Regions from separate parts of the Macaca mulatta genome. Here region 1 is linked to region 2. Evidence: chromatin contacts called from public Hi-C data. All regions are on one chromosome and are shown on one strand. Each heading gives the region's core, a stretch centred on a gene start, on an enhancer-like site or on the middle of the called end of the contact. The rest is flanking DNA. Distances are from core to core; before and after follow the strand shown.

Region 1 (5,038 bases), core at 1,940-4,439, 170 kb after region 2:
CTAGGGTGGTTCGAAAATCAGAAGGGGGACCAGTTCCACCTGTGAAGGCCAAGACTGGGTCTCAACCAGTGAAGAGTTGAAGGTACCTGGGGAGATGGAGGGCAAGGGAGCACCAAGTCTTTGAAAGCCTCTAGGTAGCCTGAGAGGACTGCAGCTTAGAGTATGAATGAAATGCTAGCAGAGGAGGCAGAAAAGGTAGACAGGACCCAGATCCCAAGGGGCCTTAGATACGCAAAGGAATTCTTTCAGATTCCATAAGGTGCAACCACAACCAAGAGAAATCAAGCGACCTAGTTAAGCTCCTACAGCAAGTTATGCGGAAAAGCCAGGCCTGGAACCCCAGTCCCCTTCTCCCCTTTCCCGCAGTCCCCTTCTCTCCCCTACTGCCTCCCATGCCTGAGCAGCTGGAGAAGGCCAGGAGAGAGAATGGCCCATTCAACACTCACTACCCAGAGAATCTAGAGTCTGTGCCTGGCCATCTTCAGGGCAGAGGATGTACTGTCCTGTTCACTTGGCAAGCCACTCCTTACAAGAAAAACAGTCCTTCCTAGCTCACTGTGTTTGTCTCTGCAGTGGGAGAGGGCTGGAAGTCCATTCCAACCACAGAATACAGTCTCTTCACGGAAGAAAAATAATTTAACAGCAACAGTCCAGGAACCAGAAAAGCTAGGGTTCCAGAGGCAAGCCTTGGAAGGGCCTTCTGCTCCACGGAGACACTGACTGCACGCAGGGTACTGACCAGAGCAGGGGACCAGAGATGAATCAACTCCAGCCCTGGAGCTCACCGTCCAGCAGGGGAGATAAGGCAGATGGAAAAGTAACTATAAAATAAGGCAGACGTCGATAAGAGTTACACAGGAGATACAGATAGCAGGCAGTGGGAGTTCAGAGCAGAGAGGAGTCTGGGGGATGGGTGTCAGAGAAGATTCAGATGAAGGGGAGCACTTACTGCCTTCCCTCCAGAAGTGGGGGGTCTATCAGCAGCTCTGGTCACTCCCAGATGGGGGCCGGGGAGAGAGCTGGTCGTGAACAAAGACAGATGTTGCAGTGAGGTCTCCTTTGAAGAATCCAGATTCTGGGTGGGGGAGGCAGGTAGGCCAGGGTGTTTGCAGAGGCGCCCAGCCCACACTTCAGAGGGAGGGAGAGGAGTGCAGGATGCCTGCAGGAGCAAGTCGGTGGAAAGGGGACAAGCCTGGAGGACTTGCCTTGAAATGACATTTGCACCGCACGCACTATGTTCACCTGGACTGGTCGTTTGGGATTTCTTGCGGGGAGTCAGTGCACACTGGGGCGGGTGACACTGAACTTTCCCTCTCCCCAAGCCCCCCCGATCAGCCTTCCCACGGATAAGAAAGGATTCGGGGTGTGAAGAAGACAGAGGCGGCACCCCCATAACAACAGGAAGGGGGCACTGAGGATGGAAACGGGCCACACCCCAACCCTGGGCCCCCGACACGCAGAGGTCACGGCCCGGGCCTGGGGACGTTGAGCTGGAGGCGGGAAGCAGAGGCGGCGGGCCAGGGGGCTCACCTCCGTTTCCTGCCGACAGCCCCTTCCTCGCCCTGGCACCGGCACTGCCCACGCCTGCCCCCTGACCGCTATGACACTTGTCCCTGGCGGGGGTCCCCCACGCGGCCGCGACCGACGGAAATTCGGAAATCAGCGTTTCGGGCACGAATCCGGGGCCGGCGACTCACTGAGGCCATCTCCCGAGCGGGGTTCCCGCACGCCACACCCTCCTCCCTGCCCGGGTCTCCGCTCCCTCCTCCAGCCCCGGCGGCTCGAGGGCGGGCGGGCCGGGGCCTCTCTGGGAGCCGCCGCCCCAGATCCCCAGGTCCCCGGCCCGCGCCCGGCACTGCGGGACTAGCCACGGGCCTGCGGAGCGGCCGCCTGGACGCACTCACCCCGCTCAGCGCGGCCGTGGGCTCCGTCCTCTTCGGCCCCGGGTGGGCCGCCGCCACCTCACGCTGCCTCACGGGGAGCGCCCGCCCCGCGGCCCCGGCCCGGCCGGCTGCGCCCCGCGCGCCCCCGCCGCCTGCTGGACCCGGGCGAGCGGCAGGGCCCCGGCGGGCATTGCTCCCGGGCGTCGCAGGCGGGCGGCGGCGGCGCACGTGCTGGCGGGCGGCTCTCGCTGCGGCGGCCGCGGGCTGAGGAGGAAACGCCGGGCGGGCGGGCGCCCGGGGCCGCCTGGACAGCTCTACGCCGCGGCGCCGCCGTGCCCCGCGCACCCCAGCGGCCGCTGCTGCCCGCGCGCGCCGGGCCGGGCTCGCATTCCCTCAGTGGCGGCGGCGCCTCCTCAGGCCGCGCGGGGGAGCGGCGGCGGCGGCGGCGGCGGCGGGGGCGCGTCCCTGCGGAGTCCCGGCCCGGCCCCGCCGCCTCCGCCGGAAGAAACCTCTCCGACTCAGGCAGCCCGCCTGGTTCCTCAGCCCCGCCGCGGCGCCCCCGCTCCTCCCCAGCTCGCCCGTGTTCTCACACCCCGGGACTGCACTCGTGGGCGGCGGCGCGGATCCCCGCCTCAGGGTCCTCGCCCACCGTCCGCAGCAGCCAAGCGCACTTGGAGGCGGGAACCTGCCGACTTGCGGCCACTGTGACTCTTAAAACAGCCTCATTTTAAAAAATGAAGTTTCTTAGGAGCGAAATGGCAAACCAGGGAGGGCAGAGCGCAGCGGGCCGCTCACCGAAGCCCAGCCCCGCACGCGGTGCTCGCCACACGCCGGGTCCGCGCTCTCCCCTCAGGACGCCCGGGCCACGGCCCAAGGAACGGCAGAGCCGGGACCGCAGCCGCCCCGGTTCCCACCTCAGGGAGTAGCTGGAAGAGGATCACGAACAGCTTAATCCCGATGATCTGGCACGACAGGGCTCTCCAATGGGAAGAGCCCCCGGTGGGGGGGCGTCTGGTGACATTCCTTAAAAACATGAGGTGTTTGTTAGGTTGAGCCAGGGTGGACTTGTTTGGCAAAATCTGAAGTCATGGAACTAAAGAGGGCACACCTAAAACTTAGTGATGGGCGACCCATCCCTTCTTATCGCCTTATAAGGCTGAGGAACCGGCGGTGCTCCCCTGGAGAGGACAAGCTAAAATTAAGGCGGCCTAGATGACTCCAGATGGAGCCGGGGAGGCCGAGCCCCTGACGGCTGCTCACCTCCTGTGGTCACGGCAGAACCCAGCCGAACGGGCCAGGAAGGCCATCGTTCCGACTAGCCTCCAGGTGCCCCTGACCATGACTAGGCAGAGGAGGACCAAGGCGTCCCATCATCACTTAGAACGCCTCAGCCCCTTCCCTCCACCAAGAGGTGCCCTAGGATCCATCCAGAAAGATCTGCGGAGCCCACAGAGCCCCAGCGGGAACTGTACTCCTGGATGGACGCCCCTTAACCCGTAACTCAAGGACTTCTCTATGCCTGCGACTTAAAATCACCAACAACCCGCTCCCGCAGCCAACTAGCATAAATAAACACACGAAGGCCACACGCCAGTTCACAGCCACGAGTATTTATTGAGTGCCCGTAGTGCAAGAAAGAGATGGTCCCTGCTCCCGCAGAGCTTACAGCTTCACGACGCCAGCATCTGTCTAGATTCAGAAACAACTGCAGCAAGCACTTGTCTATCCACCAGCAGCACTGTATAAAGCACATTTTTCACATTATCAGTCACTGTTACAGTGAAATTGTTAGATGTAAAAATTATCCTTGAAATCTGTAGTCATAGAGATGACACGATATATAATGTCCAGCAAATGCACATTTATGGCTTGATTCCTCACATATCTGAGAGGTCTATGGAAATAAAGCACAAATCAGGCAGAAAAGACTTAGTAACACAGTTTCTAATATTGGGGTAGTAGTTTATTATCAAACTACCATAGAGCTCTTGGCAGGGCGGGAAATTATTTCCAGCTAAATTTGTGCAATATAGTGGATTTAATCAAACCTGCAACTGTCAACCATACATGATCCCCCATGACAGGTAAATATAATCTACCTGTCTGAATCCTAAAAGGCTACGGGTATGCATTTATTTTTTAAAGCTTCTTAAATACTCATAGCACAAGTGGCACATTGAAATCTAGTGAAAACTTCTGAGATAATCTAAAAATTAAAGTGACAAAAGTGTCTAATTTTACCACATATTTAGGTGCAGAGTTCAGATTTCAAGCAGCGTCCAGCAAAGCATGTGGCTTTTCTGGGTTAGAAGGGGACAGTTTTTGATTGGCTATCACAGGCCCCCCATACATCTCCTAACGCCCACTGGCAGGCACTTCCCGCGCGTGGTTCTGCCCACAGGCCATCACCTTTAGATGAAACATTTGAAGGGGCAATTATTTGGAGGATACTGGCAATAACTTTTAGAAAAACAGCCTATATTTATATTATCAAATAACCCCCAAGTCACCAATAAGACCAAAGTGCTTTCTGAACTTACACTTGACAGGTTATCAAATTTGTTAAATTTTTGGTGGTTAAAAAACCAAACACACCAGAAGGAAGCTCAATTTAAACTCCAAAAAACTCATGTTTTTTGCAAAGAGTGAAGATAACTAACAAATGTCAGTCCAAGGCAGTTTTCAGGTCAACTGCTTGGGACATAATCTACTTTTTTATTTCAAGTGTGCTACCTCAAGGCTGGGCACAGTGGCTCATGCCTGTAATTCCAACACTTTGGGAGGCCAAGGCAGGAGGATCATTTGGGGTCAGGAGTTCAAGACCAGGCTGGCCAACATGGTGAGAACCCCGTCTCTACTGAAAATACAAAAATTAGCCAGGCGTGGTACGCACCTATAATCCCAGCTACACGGGAGGCTGAGGCAGGAGAATAGCTTGAACCCAGGAGACAGAGGTTGCAGTGAGCCAGTACCACACTACTGCACTCCAGCCTGGACAACAGAGCTAGTAGACTCCATCTCAAAAAAAAAAAAAAAAAAAAAAGTATGCTACCTCAAAAGCCTACTTAACTCAATGAATCTGAAATGTAGTATTTCTTGAGCACTTACTAAGCACCAGGCACTTTACAAAATCTCCCTTAATGAACGGAGTTTTC
Region 2 (5,171 bases), core at 87-2,586:
CCCCGACTGTGGCGGGGGCCGGCTCGACAGCCACCGGGCCTTTGTGGTCAAATACGCACTGGGCCAGGACCTCGAGCTGGGCTGCCACTATGATAATGCCGAGCTCACCCTCAATGTGGCCTTGGGCAAGGTCTTCACAGGGGGCGCCCTGTATTTTGGGGGCCTCTTCCAGGTGAGTGTGTGACCCATGCGGCAGGACCTGGGGCAGCTGTGAGTGCCCAGGCCTGAGCCGTGCCATCTGCAGGCACCCACAGCCCTGACGGAGCCCCTGGAGGTGGAGCACGTGGTGGGCCAGGGTGTTCTCCACCGTGGCGGCCAGCTACATGGGGCCCGGCCCTTGGGCACTGGTGAGCGTTGGAACCTCGTCGTCTGGCTCCGAGCCTCTGCCGTGCGCAACCGCCTCTGTCCCATGTGCCGCTGTGAGCCCGACCTGGTGGATGATGAGGGCTTCAGTGATGGCTTCACCAGAGAGGAGCCGACCGCGGTGGATGTGTGTGCGCTCACCTGAGGCTGCTTGGGCCCAGTGTGGGGGTGGCAGGGCAGGTGAGGGCTCTGTCGCCTTGGGCTGGGGGCAGAAATAAACTCCCCGCAGCCTACCGCATTTCTTGGCTCGAGGCTGTGCCAGCTTCTGGGTCATCCTCTGGGCAAACAGGCTGCCTTAGTTCAGGTTTGTCGGAAGCAGAGTGTGGAATGAGGCTTCGGCAAGGGAGTGAGGGAAGCAGGGGAGGGGAGGGAGCAGCTGGGCAAGGAGGTGGCTTCAGAGGAAGTCCAGCCTCAGCAGGACCCGCAAAGAGCTCCAGGCACAGCCCACAGTACCACAGTGTGCCCACACCATCGGTTGGCTCCCAGATGAGGAGGCCAGAGAGGGGTGAGTAACTTCCCATGCACTTATCTCCAGGGCAGGGTACCTTCCAGTAGCCAAGGGAAGCTTCCAGAGACAGCACAGATGTGAACCCTCAGCAGCAGGCATCCCCCCCAGTGGCTCGGTGGGCCACCAGTAGCATCTTCTAGATGGCAGAGGGGGAATGGCAGGGCCAGGAGCCAGGCTGCCTGGGTTCCCACTCTGCTGCTGCCACTTCCAGCTGTGTGGCTCTGGATGAGCCTTTGCCTTTTGGTGCCTTGGTTTCCGCATTTAGCACCTACTTCCTAGAGCTGTTTTGAGAGTCAGATACGCCGATGTATCTATATAAAGTGCTTTGCAAGAGCCCTTTGTGTTTGCGGCTGTCATTATTGTGGAAGAGTTGCTATTGGGGGCCTGAAATCGGATGAAGCGCACAGCCACGATTTGGGTTACACATTTGAAAATCAGGGGGCTTCCATATTGCAGTCTTGAGTTCGGTCTCCCTGGGAAGGTGGGGCCACCAGCCCCATGCCCCTGTTGCACGGATCAGCTGGAGCAGAATCCCGGCTTCCCTCCGGATGGGCCTGGGTCCATGCCCGCGCTCACTGCCAAGATCTCTCTGGCCCCTACGGACACGAGTTTGCGACCTCTGAGTCACTGGGTGGGCTCGTCGGAAAGACCCGGGCGTCTCACTCTGGAGCTCACAGTCGTACGGAGAAGACAGCACCAGCCGGGGAGGAGGGCGGCGCGCGCGAGGGTCGCCTTCTTCCCAGGGCACCGGGGGCGTGGGTGCTGCGGGAGCGCACCGAAAGGGCAGCCTTGGAAGCGGGCGCAGCTTCGGCAGACACAGGCCTGAGGGGCTGCGGAGCTCGAGGGCCGGCGCTAGGCTGCAGCGCACGGCCTCGCCCCGGCGCCCCTCCTTGCCTCTGCGGGAGGTGGGCGCGCCCAAAACGGAACCTGGGGCGTCAGAACGAAAGGCAGTGGCGCCGCGCTTCCCGGCCGGACAGCCTCCAGCGCAGCGCCCCGGCCGGAAGCCTTCTCGCCGCCGCTTCCTCTCGAGAAGGCGTGGGGCGGGCTGTCCGGCCCGCAGGGCGGTCAAGGTGGGAACGGAACAGCCCCAGGGGACCCCTTGAGGCGGCGAGGGCGCTAGGCTGGAGGGTAGGAGAGCGCGGGAAAGCGCCCCACACGCCACTCGCGGCGGACTGCGGCTGGTTCCCAGGGGCTCCAAGCCGGGTGCGCGGGCGTGGGGCCTCCGGGTGGGGGCGCGCCCTTAATAGGCGCCGCTGCGGGAACTGGAGTCGGTATGAGAAGCCGGAGTCCCCAGCATTGGGGGTGGGTGAGGGTCGCTTATTTTCCCGGGGCGGTGACGGGTACTGGGCGCCGCGAGGCCCCAACCCCGCTAGAGCCGCCCTTGGAGCCCGCCCGTGGCCGGCTTGGGGGGCTTCGGCTCAAGCGCTTCCTCCCCGTCGCTAGCCCGCGGCGCCATGGCTCACGTCGGCTCCCGCAAGCGCTCGAGGAGTCGCAGCCGGTCCCGGGGACGGGGGTCGGAAAAGAGAAAGAAGAAGAGCAGGAAGGACGCCTCCGCATCCCAAGGTCGCAAGGCCAGCACGGCCCTCGGGGCGGAGGGTGAGGACCACAGGCATCGGGGAGAGGAGGCACAGCCATTTCCCGGGGAAGTCGGGGCGAGCAGCGGTCGGGGACGCTCAGTCATGCCTCTGTGCATCCGGGCCTGAGATGTGAGGGCCAGGCGCCACGGGAGCCGGGAAGGGGCTCCTCCGGGAAGCTCCATCTGTGTTCTGGAAAGCCCCGCAGGAGGCGCTCACCCTGTAGATGGTCTGTGCCTGCCCCAGGCCAGAGTAGGGGACGAAGGTTTACCTCTTCCCCTCCTGGCCTTCTAGCCTCACCTTCTCCCTGCATCACAGAGAGAAGCAAGCACAAGGCCCGGAGGAGACCACGATCCAGCTCCTCCTCCTCCTCTTCCAGTTCTAGCTCTTCTTCCTCCTCGTCCTCCTCCTCTTCCTCCAGTGATGGCCGGAAGAAGCGGGGGAAGTACAAGGACAAGAAGAGGAGGAGGAAGAAGAAGAAGAAGAAGCTGAAGAAGAAGGGCAAGGAGAAGGTGGAAGCACAGCAAGTGGAGGCTCTGCCGGGCCCCTCGCTGGACCAGTGGCACCGATCAGCTGGGGAGGAAGAGGATGGCCCAGGTACTGTGCTGCCCAGCACCTGAGAGGGAGAAGGTCCCTTCCCAAGGCCTGGCCACCACCTCCATCTTCCCTTCCAGTCCTGACGGATGAGCAGAAGTCCCGAATCCAGGCCATGAAGCCCATGACCAAGGAGGAGTGGGATGCCCGGCAGAGCATAATCCGCAAGGTGGTGGACCCCGAGACGGGGCGCACCAGGTGGGGAGCCCTCGGCCTGACTTACACCGCGGGGTCTGGGAGTGTTGGCCGAAGATGTGAGGAGCCGGGCCGGGTGGGGGTGCTGCTGCCTGAAAAAGGCCAGATGTGGGCAAAAAACCATCACTGCGAGTAAGCAGTTGTAGGGGCTGGAAGGGCCTGGAGGAGGCTTTTCAAAGGGCTGTTGTTGGCGGGGCTGAGGCTGTCAAGGTGGAGCCCAGCTCGGCTGCCTTTATCAGGGAGAGTGGGTGAGGGCCCAGAGTCTGCCCACTCAAGGCTGCGGGGCAGGAGCCTGGGAACCCTCTGCCGGCTGCTTCTGGTTCTGCTCCTTTGGCATTAGGGGAGCTGCCTATTCCTTGCTGAATGGAGACCCTCCCACCCCCAGGCTAATTAAGGGAGATGGTGAGGTCCTAGAGGAAATCGTAACCAAAGAACGACACAGAGAGATCAACAAGGTGGGTGTGGCCCCTCTGCCTGCCATCCACCCCCAGCTCTGTTTGTGATATCCCCCTCCTCCTGTGTGCTTTCTTCCCCAGCAAGCCACCCGCGGGGACGGCCTGGCCTTCCAGATGCGAGCTGGGTTGCTTCCCTGAGGGCCCCGGCTGGCCAAGGCCTGTGGACGGTGCTGGCGACCCGGCCTGGGCAGGCTTCAGGGTGCCAGTGGGAAGCCTGATGAGTGCTGGTGGCCTTTTCCCCGTGGATTGGCCTCTGGCCCAGCCCAGCCTCTTCTCAGGGGCAGGGGGTGGAGGATGGGGTCACCAGCCTGCTCGGCACCCCCATCTGAAACAGCGACACTTCTAAGCTATTAAAGGTTCTCTGGTTAGAGACTTTCTCTGTTCTGTGGCTTTTTGTGCTGAGGGGGAGGGAAGGGTGCTACATGACTGCCAGGGGAAAACAAGGGCTCCGGGAGCTTTCGGGAAAAGCTGGGGTGTCCTCTGGTGGTAGTGAGCACAGGCCACACCAGCGCCTGAGCCCTCCTCATCTTCAGGTCAGCCTGCCTGGACCAGACCCCATGCCAGCTGAACCCCAAACCCAGAGAGCTGGCTCTGAAATGCCATGCCCTGAGGCATGGAGAGGGACAGCTTCCCCTGCCATGTTCATTCCACAGATCACAACAGTGCAGAGCCAGGTGCTGGGGCCGGGTGGCCTGTGTGGGAGGCCTGGCTCCTACTGCCCAGCTGTGTCCTCCATTCTGAAGCAGGGAGGCTCACAGCACCCGCTTCACGGGGGGTCTGTGAGGGCAAACTGAGTTCCAGCCCAGGAAGGAGCTAGAATCAGGCTAGGCCCAGAGTCAGCCCTGCATGAATGTGTTGGTGTCACTGTGAATGTCACTAGCGTTACTGTTCCATGCCCCCATCCCACCATGCCCCACGGTCGCCAGTGCAGTAAAGAGACCCAGAAGGAAGCCTTCCCGCTTCTTTAATTGGTGTAACAGACATGACGTTGTATACAGAGCACACTCAGGCCCAATGATGCAGGGACAGCAGGGACGGGTGGGGAGAGTGGGGATGCTGCTCACACATGGCCCAGAGAGACAGATGGCACATGGACAGACCAGACAGGAGGGGCTGAGACGTGAAGGCTGTGATGGGGCGGGCAGTGGGACTCAGACCGAGCCAGGGAGGGGTGGGGGTCTCTGCTGAATCCCTCTTTAGAAATCAAAGAGAAGGCAGGTGGTGGGGCCTGGGGCCTGGGGGTGTGGTGGGAGTGGGACTAAGGCTTCTATTCTAACAGGCCTGGGGGTGGCAGTCAGCAAGGCCTGCCTCACCCTTTGGTTATGACTGGTCAGGCCTGAGCCCTGCAGCTCAGCACCCAACTCTGTAAACATTTTTGGTATTTTTAAAGGACGTTGCCCTCCCTCTCTCAGTTTCAGAAAGACTGGTGCTTCCTCAAGAGGAGAATGTGCCAAAAGGAATCTGAAGGGAGGAGGAAAGCAG

What was found. Hi-C and Micro-C count contacts between places; a contact is called where the count stands out from the background.
Region 1: a contact with region 2 is called in a Hi-C map of fetal cortical plate, with 2.5 times the contacts expected there. The contact joins the promoter of LOC144332671 here to the promoter of ARL6IP4 in region 2. A contact is called at or near these places in 5 of 14 Hi-C or Micro-C datasets (cortical neurons, fetal cortex germinal zone, fetal cortical plate and 2 more).

Annotation. Positions count from the first base shown.
Region 1 is chr11:130,549,427-130,554,464 of T2T-MMU8v2.0, forward strand. It overlaps LOC144332671, which reads right to left and starts at 3,190. Exons shown (of 4, transcript XM_077953108.1): 1 at 3,144-3,190; 2 at 2,679-2,809; 3 at 1,905-2,468. The coding sequence starts at 3,190. The coding sequence ends at 1,963. MPHOSPH9 (M-phase phosphoprotein 9) reads right to left here. Exons shown (of 25, transcript XM_077955588.1): 25 at 3,478-3,777.
Region 2 is chr11:130,378,138-130,383,308 of T2T-MMU8v2.0, forward strand. It overlaps ARL6IP4 (ADP ribosylation factor like GTPase 6 interacting protein 4), which reads left to right and starts at 1,337. Exons shown (of 6, transcript XM_077955686.1): 1 at 1,337-1,550; 2 at 2,315-2,434; 3 at 2,764-2,972; 4 at 3,194-3,237; 5 at 3,620-3,689; 6 at 3,771-4,061. The coding sequence starts at 1,370. The coding sequence ends at 3,827. OGFOD2 (2-oxoglutarate and iron dependent oxygenase domain containing 2) reads left to right here. Exons shown (of 6, transcript XM_077955669.1): 5 at 1-172; 6 at 245-1,202. The coding sequence ends at 508. It overlaps PITPNM2 (phosphatidylinositol transfer protein membrane associated 2), which reads right to left. Exons shown (of 27, transcript XM_077955582.1): 27 at 4,637-5,171.